3 separate regions of the Mus musculus genome follow, and regions 1 and 3 are each linked to region 2. The links are chromatin contacts, called in public Hi-C and promoter capture Hi-C maps. All regions are on one chromosome and are shown on one strand. Each heading gives the region's core, a stretch centred on a gene start, on an enhancer-like site or on the middle of the called end of the contact. The rest is flanking DNA. Distances are from core to core; before and after follow the strand shown.

What was found. A called contact is a pair of places that touch in the nucleus more often than the background predicts. Capture Hi-C pulls out chosen DNA fragments and counts their contacts.
Region 1: a Hi-C map of liver shows a contact between it and region 2, with 2.2 times the contacts expected there. The contact joins two enhancer-like sites. A contact is called at or near these places in 1 of 484 Hi-C or Micro-C datasets (liver), 1 of 115 datasets of contacts at active chromatin or transcription factors (the 230-238 cell line) and 1 of 9 other capture datasets (adipose tissue).
Region 3: a contact with region 2 is called in a promoter capture Hi-C map of adipose tissue. The contact joins two enhancer-like sites. A contact is called at or near these places in 2 of 39 promoter capture datasets (embryonic stem cells and stem cell-derived epiblast-like cells), 1 of 484 Hi-C or Micro-C datasets (the N1E-115 cell line), 2 of 115 datasets of contacts at active chromatin or transcription factors (effector CD8 T cells and embryonic stem cells) and 2 of 9 other capture datasets (adipose tissue and liver).

What each region holds. Positions count from the first base shown.
Region 1 is chr11:54,003,113-54,005,812 of GRCm38.p6, reverse strand. Slc22a4 (solute carrier family 22 (organic cation transporter), member 4) reads left to right here. Exons shown (of 10, transcript NM_019687.4): 3 at 265-419. Among named protein-coding and RNA genes, the nearest start is that of Slc22a4, 24 kb to the left of the region's middle. Within about 2 kb of position 1,317, at least 63 of the 459 cell types and tissues checked have an H3K27ac peak or open chromatin away from gene starts, as enhancers often do. A contact at or near this core is called in liver, where this site is marked.
Region 2 is chr11:53,903,088-53,905,787 of GRCm38.p6, reverse strand. No RefSeq gene overlaps it. Among named protein-coding and RNA genes, the nearest start is that of Slc22a5, 13 kb to the right of the region's middle. Within about 2 kb of position 1,432, at least 98 of the 459 cell types and tissues checked have an H3K27ac peak or open chromatin away from gene starts, as enhancers often do. A contact at or near this core is called in the N1E-115 cell line, adipose tissue and liver, where this site is marked.
Region 3 is chr11:53,793,565-53,796,264 of GRCm38.p6, reverse strand. The region is part of intron 3 of Gm12216 (predicted gene 12216); the gene reads left to right. Among named protein-coding and RNA genes, the nearest start is that of Irf1, 25 kb to the right of the region's middle. Within about 2 kb of position 1,359, at least 215 of the 459 cell types and tissues checked have an H3K27ac peak or open chromatin away from gene starts, as enhancers often do. A contact at or near this core is called in the N1E-115 cell line, adipose tissue and liver, where this site is marked.

The DNA.
Region 1 (2,700 bases), core at 68-2,567, 100 kb before region 2:
CTCCTTCTAAAGATCAGATTTGTCAATGTGACTCTCACGGAAGATGTCCTGTGTTTTCCAGAAGCAAGGCTTGGTACCTCGGAAGGTAGTTCCTGGGCAGACAGATGCTCCTCCAGGGAGGAGGCTGGCAGAATGTCACAGGGGAGGACAAAGGGAAACCAAACATACATCTGCCTTAGTGCTGACACAAGACAGAGCCTACAGTGAGGCTAGGCTTGGTGTTACAACTGACCCTGGCTTACAGTGTTATGCTGTGTCCTCTAGGTTTGGCAGGAAGAAAGTCCTCTTTGCAACCATGGCTGTGCAGACTGGATTCAGCTTCGTGCAGATTTTCTCAACCAACTGGGAGATGTTCACTGTGTTGTTTGCCATTGTGGGCATGGGCCAGATCTCCAACTACGTGGTGGCCTTCATACTAGGTAGGAATGACTTCTGGGTTTCGATGTCCCTCCTTGCAACCCTGTGAAAGGCCAGGGAGGAGGGCGCCATAGAGTGTGTATCCAGAGTGTCCTCAATCTTGTGTGTGTGTGTGTGTGTGTGTGTGTGTGGTGGAGGAGGAGGCTGCAGCTTTGAGCCAGTCACAGCAGGACTGGAGCTCACAGGAGGCCATCAGTATTGGGCCAGAATATGGCCAAATACAAGAGCTTGACCTAGGCAGAAGTAGCCACACAACAGCAGAGACACATTCTCAGGAGCAAGGAGTGAGGGACGGGAGGTCCTGGGGGAGAGACAACAGAGGACATAAAGCCCTCGAGCTGGGCTGTGAAAGCAGAAGGCTGGTGGCCTACAAAGCAACTTAGTGGGGTCGATGTGCCATATACAGAGGAAGGAAAGGCACTTGCTAGGTGGCAGGATTTTGTCCCACCTGGGCAGAGCTGCTCTGGCCTGCTTCTGAGCCCACACCCAGAGCATATGAGCTCCACACAGGACAGCTGTGCCTCTCTGATAACAGTCCTACTGTTGGAAGGCCAAGCTGAGGGAGGGCAAGCCATCAGTTCCTAGGCCTTGGGGAGGCCCTAGACACTCTCCAGCTTCTCTGGAGGAGGAAATGAGGTGAGTTTCATAGAAGTTGTTCAGGGGTGCTCTGAAAAGTGTGATTCCCACCACCTAACACCCCCTCATTATGAAAGGAGGTGAGGTAGTATACCCACAGCATAATAAACACAAAGTCCTATAATACTTAGAACAAGCATTTTAGTTGGCCCCAAATTATCACAGTCTTTTCCCATTGTTCCAGCTTAACTATTGATCGTGCTCTATCATAGAGGTCGAATAGCCTTTCCTACACCTGGCTATGTAGTTCTGATTGCTCTCAGGAGTTTGTGACTCACTGGCCTTAGCCGTGTTATGTTGTGTTAGCCAAATACATGCACACCCTCTGTCAGGTTGCCAAGGTGGAATTGTCCAAATTCCATTCCTTTAATTATTGGTGAATGGCCTCTTGCCACGGGCCCAGCCTCGTGTCTGAGGGAAGAGGACTCACAGGAAGGGATAGTGCAAGCAGGAGACACAGGGTTCCGCGTGGCTCAATAAGCAGCCCTCCATTAAGCAGGCCCTGGCATGAGGAGCGAGGTTCTCAGCCTTCCGAGGAGGATGAGGAGAGCGACAGGAGTTTTTCTGAGGTTATCTGTGAAGATGCACACATGTTCTCAGGAGACAGAGACAGGAGAATGATCAGTTTTAGGATAGCCTGGGCTATGTAGCAATACCATGTCTCTTAAAAGCAAAACAACAACAACACTTCACCATAACAAATATTATTATGTCTGTAGAGAGCAGAGACGTTTGTGTAGAAAGAAAAGAGCTGCAAGCAGTAAGTGATGTAAGACCTGGGAAGGGTGGGACGTGAGGGTCCCTCTGGATGGGAGGACAAAGTCAGAGCAGCCCCGGCTGGGAGCAAGGAGTGGTCTATGCCAGACAGCCTCATCCTCTGATGCATTTTACTTATTTAACTTGTGTCTGTCTGTCTGTCTGTATGTATGTATGTATGTATGTATGTATGTATGTCTCTATGTGTCTGTGTTTGTCTATCTGTGTGTCTATCTGTCTGTCTCTGTGAGTGTTTATGTATGCATAAGTATGAGCTCAGGAGTGTGGGCAGGTTAATGCAGAGGGAAACACTGGATGTCCTTCACAATTGCTCTCTGCCTATTTTTCTAAATGAATGTTTATTTTGTATGAGGAAAGGGGGTGCATGCAAGCCATAGCACACGGGTGAAAAGCAGAGAACTAGTGGGACTTCATTTTCTCCTCCCACCACGCTGGGCCCTGGGAGTCAACTCAGCTGACCAGGACTGGCACTGAGCCAGCCAGCTGGCCATTCACCTTATTCTTTGGCATAAACTTACATTAAACTTGGAGCTCTCAGGTAACTTACCCCAGAGGCCTCCTGTCTCTGTCCCATCAGCACTGGGTTCTCAGGCGTGTTCCACAGTGCCCAGCTCTTTTAAGCGGGTCCTGGGCATTTGAGCTCACATCCTCATCCTTGTACTGCAAGCACTTTATCCACAGGCCCAGCCACCCAGCAGCAGCCCCAGCCCCCTCAAGTACCACAGCTCTGGCACTGCCTTCCACAACCCTCCTTCCCACGTGGCCATGGCCTCGAGTGCAGGGTAGAGAAGAAGAGGGCCAGGTCAAGGGTGGGCAGGAGCTTAGGTGTGTCAGGCCAACAGTTAACAGAGAAGACTGCACTCACAGGGC
Region 2 (2,700 bases), core at 183-2,682:
AGCAGAGTAAAACTCCCTAACATGAAGTCTTCAGGACACGTGGTCCTTGGGGCCATGCCACACAGAGGCTCACCCATGTGGCTTTGATAACCAGTGGGCCACATTCCATGAGTTCTAAAGCCATATATCATTTCTCCTTCGTGGCCCTTGCAATGTGTCAGTCATTTGTTCCAGAGGATTTTTTGTTGTTGTTGATTATAAGGGATGACTACTTGCTGCTGACATTGGGGCATTGTTGTTGGGGACCCAAGAAAGCTGGGATGCTAGCCAAGGCCAGGAAGAGCAAGCCTTCAAGAAGAGACTTCCCCGGTGCCTCTTCTGGTCTGCAGAGGGTCATTGTCCCTGTGCCTGATGTATGTGTGTGCTTCCTTACTCCTGGGAAAGGCCTTTCTTAGCTGTTCTTTCAGTCTTCCCTGTGTACCTGTTGCCCTTGACTTTTTCCTACCTGTAAGTTCTTTAGCTGGGAGAGAAAGTGAACCAGACCAAGACCCCTAGACAGTAACAGCACTAGCCTAGCCATGCCACCATTTTACACACACACACATCTACACATATCTGTGTTTGTATTTGATAGTGAGGATCAAACCCAGGGCCTCATATATCCCAAGTACATACTGTATCACTGAGAGCCCCCAGATATCTTCCATTTCACCCATTTTTCTCTCTATGGATGCCACACAGTTCAGAGCACCAGAAGCTCTTGCCTGTGTTGCTATCATGGCTTCCTAACCAGTAGGCCTGTCTTCCTTCTTGTCAATTGTAATGGTTAACAGTGTAGGGGCATTCTACACTGTTGCCTTTAACATCTGTTAGGGTTTTCTACCCTGCTTCAGACCATTTAGTCCCCAAATAAAAGACACAGAAACCTTTAGATTATAATAAGCTTTAAAGCACTACGCTGTCTTGTCTGCTTCCCCACCACAATCCCCATAAACACTTGCATCTGCCCCATTTGCACCGTTCCTGATTCATCAGACCAGCCCTCGTGGCCACGTGCTCATGATCCACCCCATGGTGGCTGCCTTCTCCTCCCCCTCTCCTCACTCTCTTCTCCCTCGTGGTCCCTACCTGAGCCCCCCAGCCTGTGAACCCTCACTCCAGCTCCCTCTCTTCTGTCCAGCCCAGGCTGTAGACATCTTTATTAACCAATCAGGAGCAACTTGAGAGGCAAAGTTTACACAACAAAAGCTAGCGTACGTGGGAATTCGCTCTTCTTCGGTCAAGCAGACCTTGGGGTACAGAATCTAACATTTGAATACGAAGAAGCACCAGACCAACCTCAACGGTCAGTTTCTCACACCACACACACACACACACACACACACACACACACACACACACACACACACTTTGGACTGACTACAGGCACTCCCAGGTGCTTTTCTTCTCCTGCCAGCATGCGTGACCTCTGCCCCAGGCCTGCTCGATTTGATTGCTGTGTCCCTGCCACGCCTCCCTTCCGTGACCCAAACATTCCAGACACTTCCTCTACCGTACACTCAGTTCTCATGCTGTTCTTTTGCTCGGCACATTCCTTCGGGTCTTTGCAGGAGCCGTTCCTTTTCTTCCTTGTCGCTCAGCTGGAGACAACACCTTCTAGAACAGTTGTACCCCTCACCATTCACTGTAAAGGCAGACGCTTCCTTCATCAGCCTCCTGTCTTGCTCATTCTTGACACTGGACTCTGTGTGAAATCTCTGCTTACTCTTATTGTAAGCGTAAGTGTATTGTATGCCTCCTACCTGGCAACTCCAATGTGAGTGTCCAGAGAATAAATATCACATTTCTCAATCAATTCCCAGAGACCATGAGTGCCCTGCAGTAGCCTATTCAGACCTTGTCATTGCCAGGAATCAAATTACGTGAGTGACTCAGTGTTCCTGCTGTGTCTGTCCCACATAGGCACCAAACTTTGGGGAGACTCATCTTTCTTTTATGCGTTTATTTGTCTTTGTCTTGTTTTGTTTTCGTGTATGAGAAAGGACCCCAGTATAAGTCAGGGAGGGAGGAAGACAACATATGCTCACCCTTTAGTGCAGAGAGATGGGAGGATAAGAGGGTAACCCTCATAAGGAGGAGCAGGGGATGTCATTTAAGGCTTAAATCATCTCTGAAAAATGCTGGAGGAGTCTCAGAGGAAAGCAGAAGCAGCCTTTTCATTGAGGTCTTCTCCACTTACGTGTCCAGAAGCAGGGACCACAGCCATTCTACTTCTCCCTCGGGGTCACCCTCTTCCTTGTACAGATAAGAGTGCTGCAAAGCTCGAAAGGCAGAGATCCACTTATGTGGGTTAAAAGTCAGCATTTCCAGGAGCGGCTGAGCTCCAGTCCTCCATCTCCGGCACCACTGACTGCGCCAGCTAAGGCCCTCTAAGGGAAAAGGTTCCCCTGGACAGGACTACCTCAGGAGGCCACTCGTCTTCCGGAGGCAACTCAATTTGATCAAAGATTTTGCCCAACTGGTCTGCTCCAGAGTTTGCACAGAAGAGAGGCTTTCCACAAAACACTTCTTCAAAGATACAGCCAGTGCTCCATGCTTACACAATTGTTGCTTTTCTGGCTTCAGGTCTCTGTGAATCACTCTATTGGCTTGAAGAAAATCTAGCCCTTTTCCCTTTCTGCCCGGTACCACCATGCCATCCAGACTGAGGAAGACCCGGAAGCTCCGGGGTCACGTGAGCCACGGCCAGGACCGCATCGG
Region 3 (2,700 bases), core at 110-2,609, 110 kb after region 2:
TGCCTCTTTCAGTGAACTGCACTCCTTTGCGGCTTAGACTTTGTCTGTGAGGCTTATGTTACGTCCCCGTGCTGCCAAGTACACACTCAGTGTGGAGTCCTTATGATGCTCCCTCAAGACTACTATTGCCTCAGGGGCTCTGGTGTCTACAAGTCTTCCCAGACCTTCATGTGACGCTGTGGTGGTGACAGATACCCCGAGTCTGCAGTTTCCAGTCTCTAGCCCCAGGTCATGGAATACTTGGACTGTCTCCAGTATCTACAGGATTCTAGGTTGGGGGTGGGGATTGGTCATGTGGTTAAACCTCCTGTGGCACATTCAACATAGCTCTGTCTCTGCCCCCTTATCTAAACAGCTGGACGTCACGTAGCCCATTCCACAGACACAAGGACACTTGACTCCAGAAGGACCAGAAGAAAAGCCATTTTCATTGCGTCACGTAGGAGCTAAAAGGTTGGGGAAATGAGCGATTTAAAAAAAAAATTTATTAAATTGTGCCTTCGTGTGTGTGTGTGTGTGTGTGTGTGTGTGTGTGTGTGTGTGTGTACCCTGTTGTTACCCTAGCTTAGAGCAGTTATTACTATGAATACATCTCCCAAACACACAGAGCAGGGTAAACATGAGGGGCCTGCCACCTCATCTTCCTTCCAATGTTTGTCTAGGATAGGACAATAGCTTCATTTATTTAATGTGAAGTTAGAAGTCTTAGCAGAGGAAGGTGACAAACTCAAACTGCCAACCGTTTGAACTGTGGCCTGGCCTGGGCTGAAGACGATGTGGCCAGTGCAGATGGTGAGGGCCCAGGGGCAGCCCACTTCCTCCCTCCCTGCCTGCCTCTGCCTGTCTCTGTCTCACCAGCAGGCTTCCCAGGGCTGCAGGAAGTGAGGCAAGGAGCAGACCTTTTGGGTGTGTTTGTGGGGGGAGTGCGGGAGTAGGGGAGTGGGGCATAGACGGTGCAGCTGCCATGTTTGAGGATGGAAGATTGGTCCTCTCTGGGTCCGGACTTCTGAGCTGCCACGGGCTAGTGTCTGCCTTCTTGCCACTAAGCCTGCTCGACATTAGTCTGCAGCAGGCTCTTCTGTCTTGCGACTGAGTGCCACGGTCTTGATGGTCCAGGGAGACAGGAAGGGGGAGAGTCGAGTCTTCTCTTGGAGGAAATGCAGCTGTGGTTTTGAGACGTTCATAGTGCTGAGCTGTGGTTGGTGTTTCTCAGGGTTCTCAGAGGTGAACGCACGGTCAGCCCCGTGTCACCAAATAAGGTTCACAGTGACCCTAGCAACAGTCTTCACTGCCCATTGGCTGCCGCGGCTGCCATGAGAGGCGGGCTGCTGTTTCCACATGCACAGAGGTTCCTCTGCCTGAAATCATTGCCCTTCAGAGCACCGCAGAAAGGGACCGTGTTATGAACAAAGGTGGACAAGCGGGGGTGGGGTGGGGCGGGGCGGAACTCTGCCGGCCCTGTGAGTTTCAGAGTCCAAACCTCCTGAATCATCACACAGATACTGACCAACACCATCTGTGCAGTGGCCAGAGCCCAGCTTGCGGAGACAGGCCCTCTACCCCCTGCCCGGGCTTCCAGCCTGAACTCCACAGTAGTTACCATTTTGGTTCAGCTCATTTTCCTTTGTGCCAGGCACTGAGCTAGACTCTTTCTATATGAGATGCCTTTGAATCAGTAACCCTGTTACCCCTCTTTTATACAGAAACCGAGGCTGAAGAAAGTAAGGACTGACCCAAAGTTATAAGTCACACTTTAATCTCAATTTAGATAGCTCCAGATCCCATGCTGTTGGCCACTGTACTGTACCGAGTGTCTCTGGCTCAGCCACTCAGCGTTCTGACATAAGGGGGATTAAGATGAAGTCTGCACATGTGACGTATGCCTGGGGAACCTGGTGCCAAGCAGTAGATTGTCTGACTATATATATACATACATACACACATACCTCAGCAGGGTGACCTGGGCATCCCCCCAACAGGCCTCCCAAGGGTCCCACATGGTCCTCCAAGGAGTATGCTGCTCAAACATTGAGGTTTGGGAACCAGATTCCGCTGTGCCTCTCTCTGGTATTTGGTCTCCACTTCCTCTTCTGGACTTCTTCCCATCCCCCACCCAACTGCACCACCAGTGTGAGGAGCAGACAGAAGGCCACCAAAGAGGTGCTAGCCTGTGGGAGCCAGGGGAAACAGGACTGGCAGGCCAGGCCGAAGGGTTCAGAAAGGAAAGAGTCAAAGTAAAAGAGCAGCCATTCCTCCTCTACCCAGACAGCGCTGCTGCGGGGTTAGAGCACCGCCTCCCTAAGGACCACTTTCTAGACCAAAAGTAAAACTGAAGAGGCTGAGGCCTGGCTCAGTGCTAGGAAGCACTTGCTGCTCTTGCAGAGGACGCAAGTTCCTTCCCAACATCCACAACTGCTTGTAACTTCTCTTGTGGCCTCTGTGGATACACGCACATGTACATGCATGCACGTGTGCGTGCGCGCACGCACACACACAAATAAAAACTTTATATATATATATTTGGGAGAGGCAGTGAGATAGCACTGATTAAAGGCATCAGCCACCAAGCCTGATGATAAATTCTATAGCTGGTACCTACACGGGAGGAGAAGAGAACTGACTTCCACCTGTCCTCTGATCTCCACATGTATATGCCATGGCACAATCTCCTACACCCTGACAAAAATAAATAAATAAATG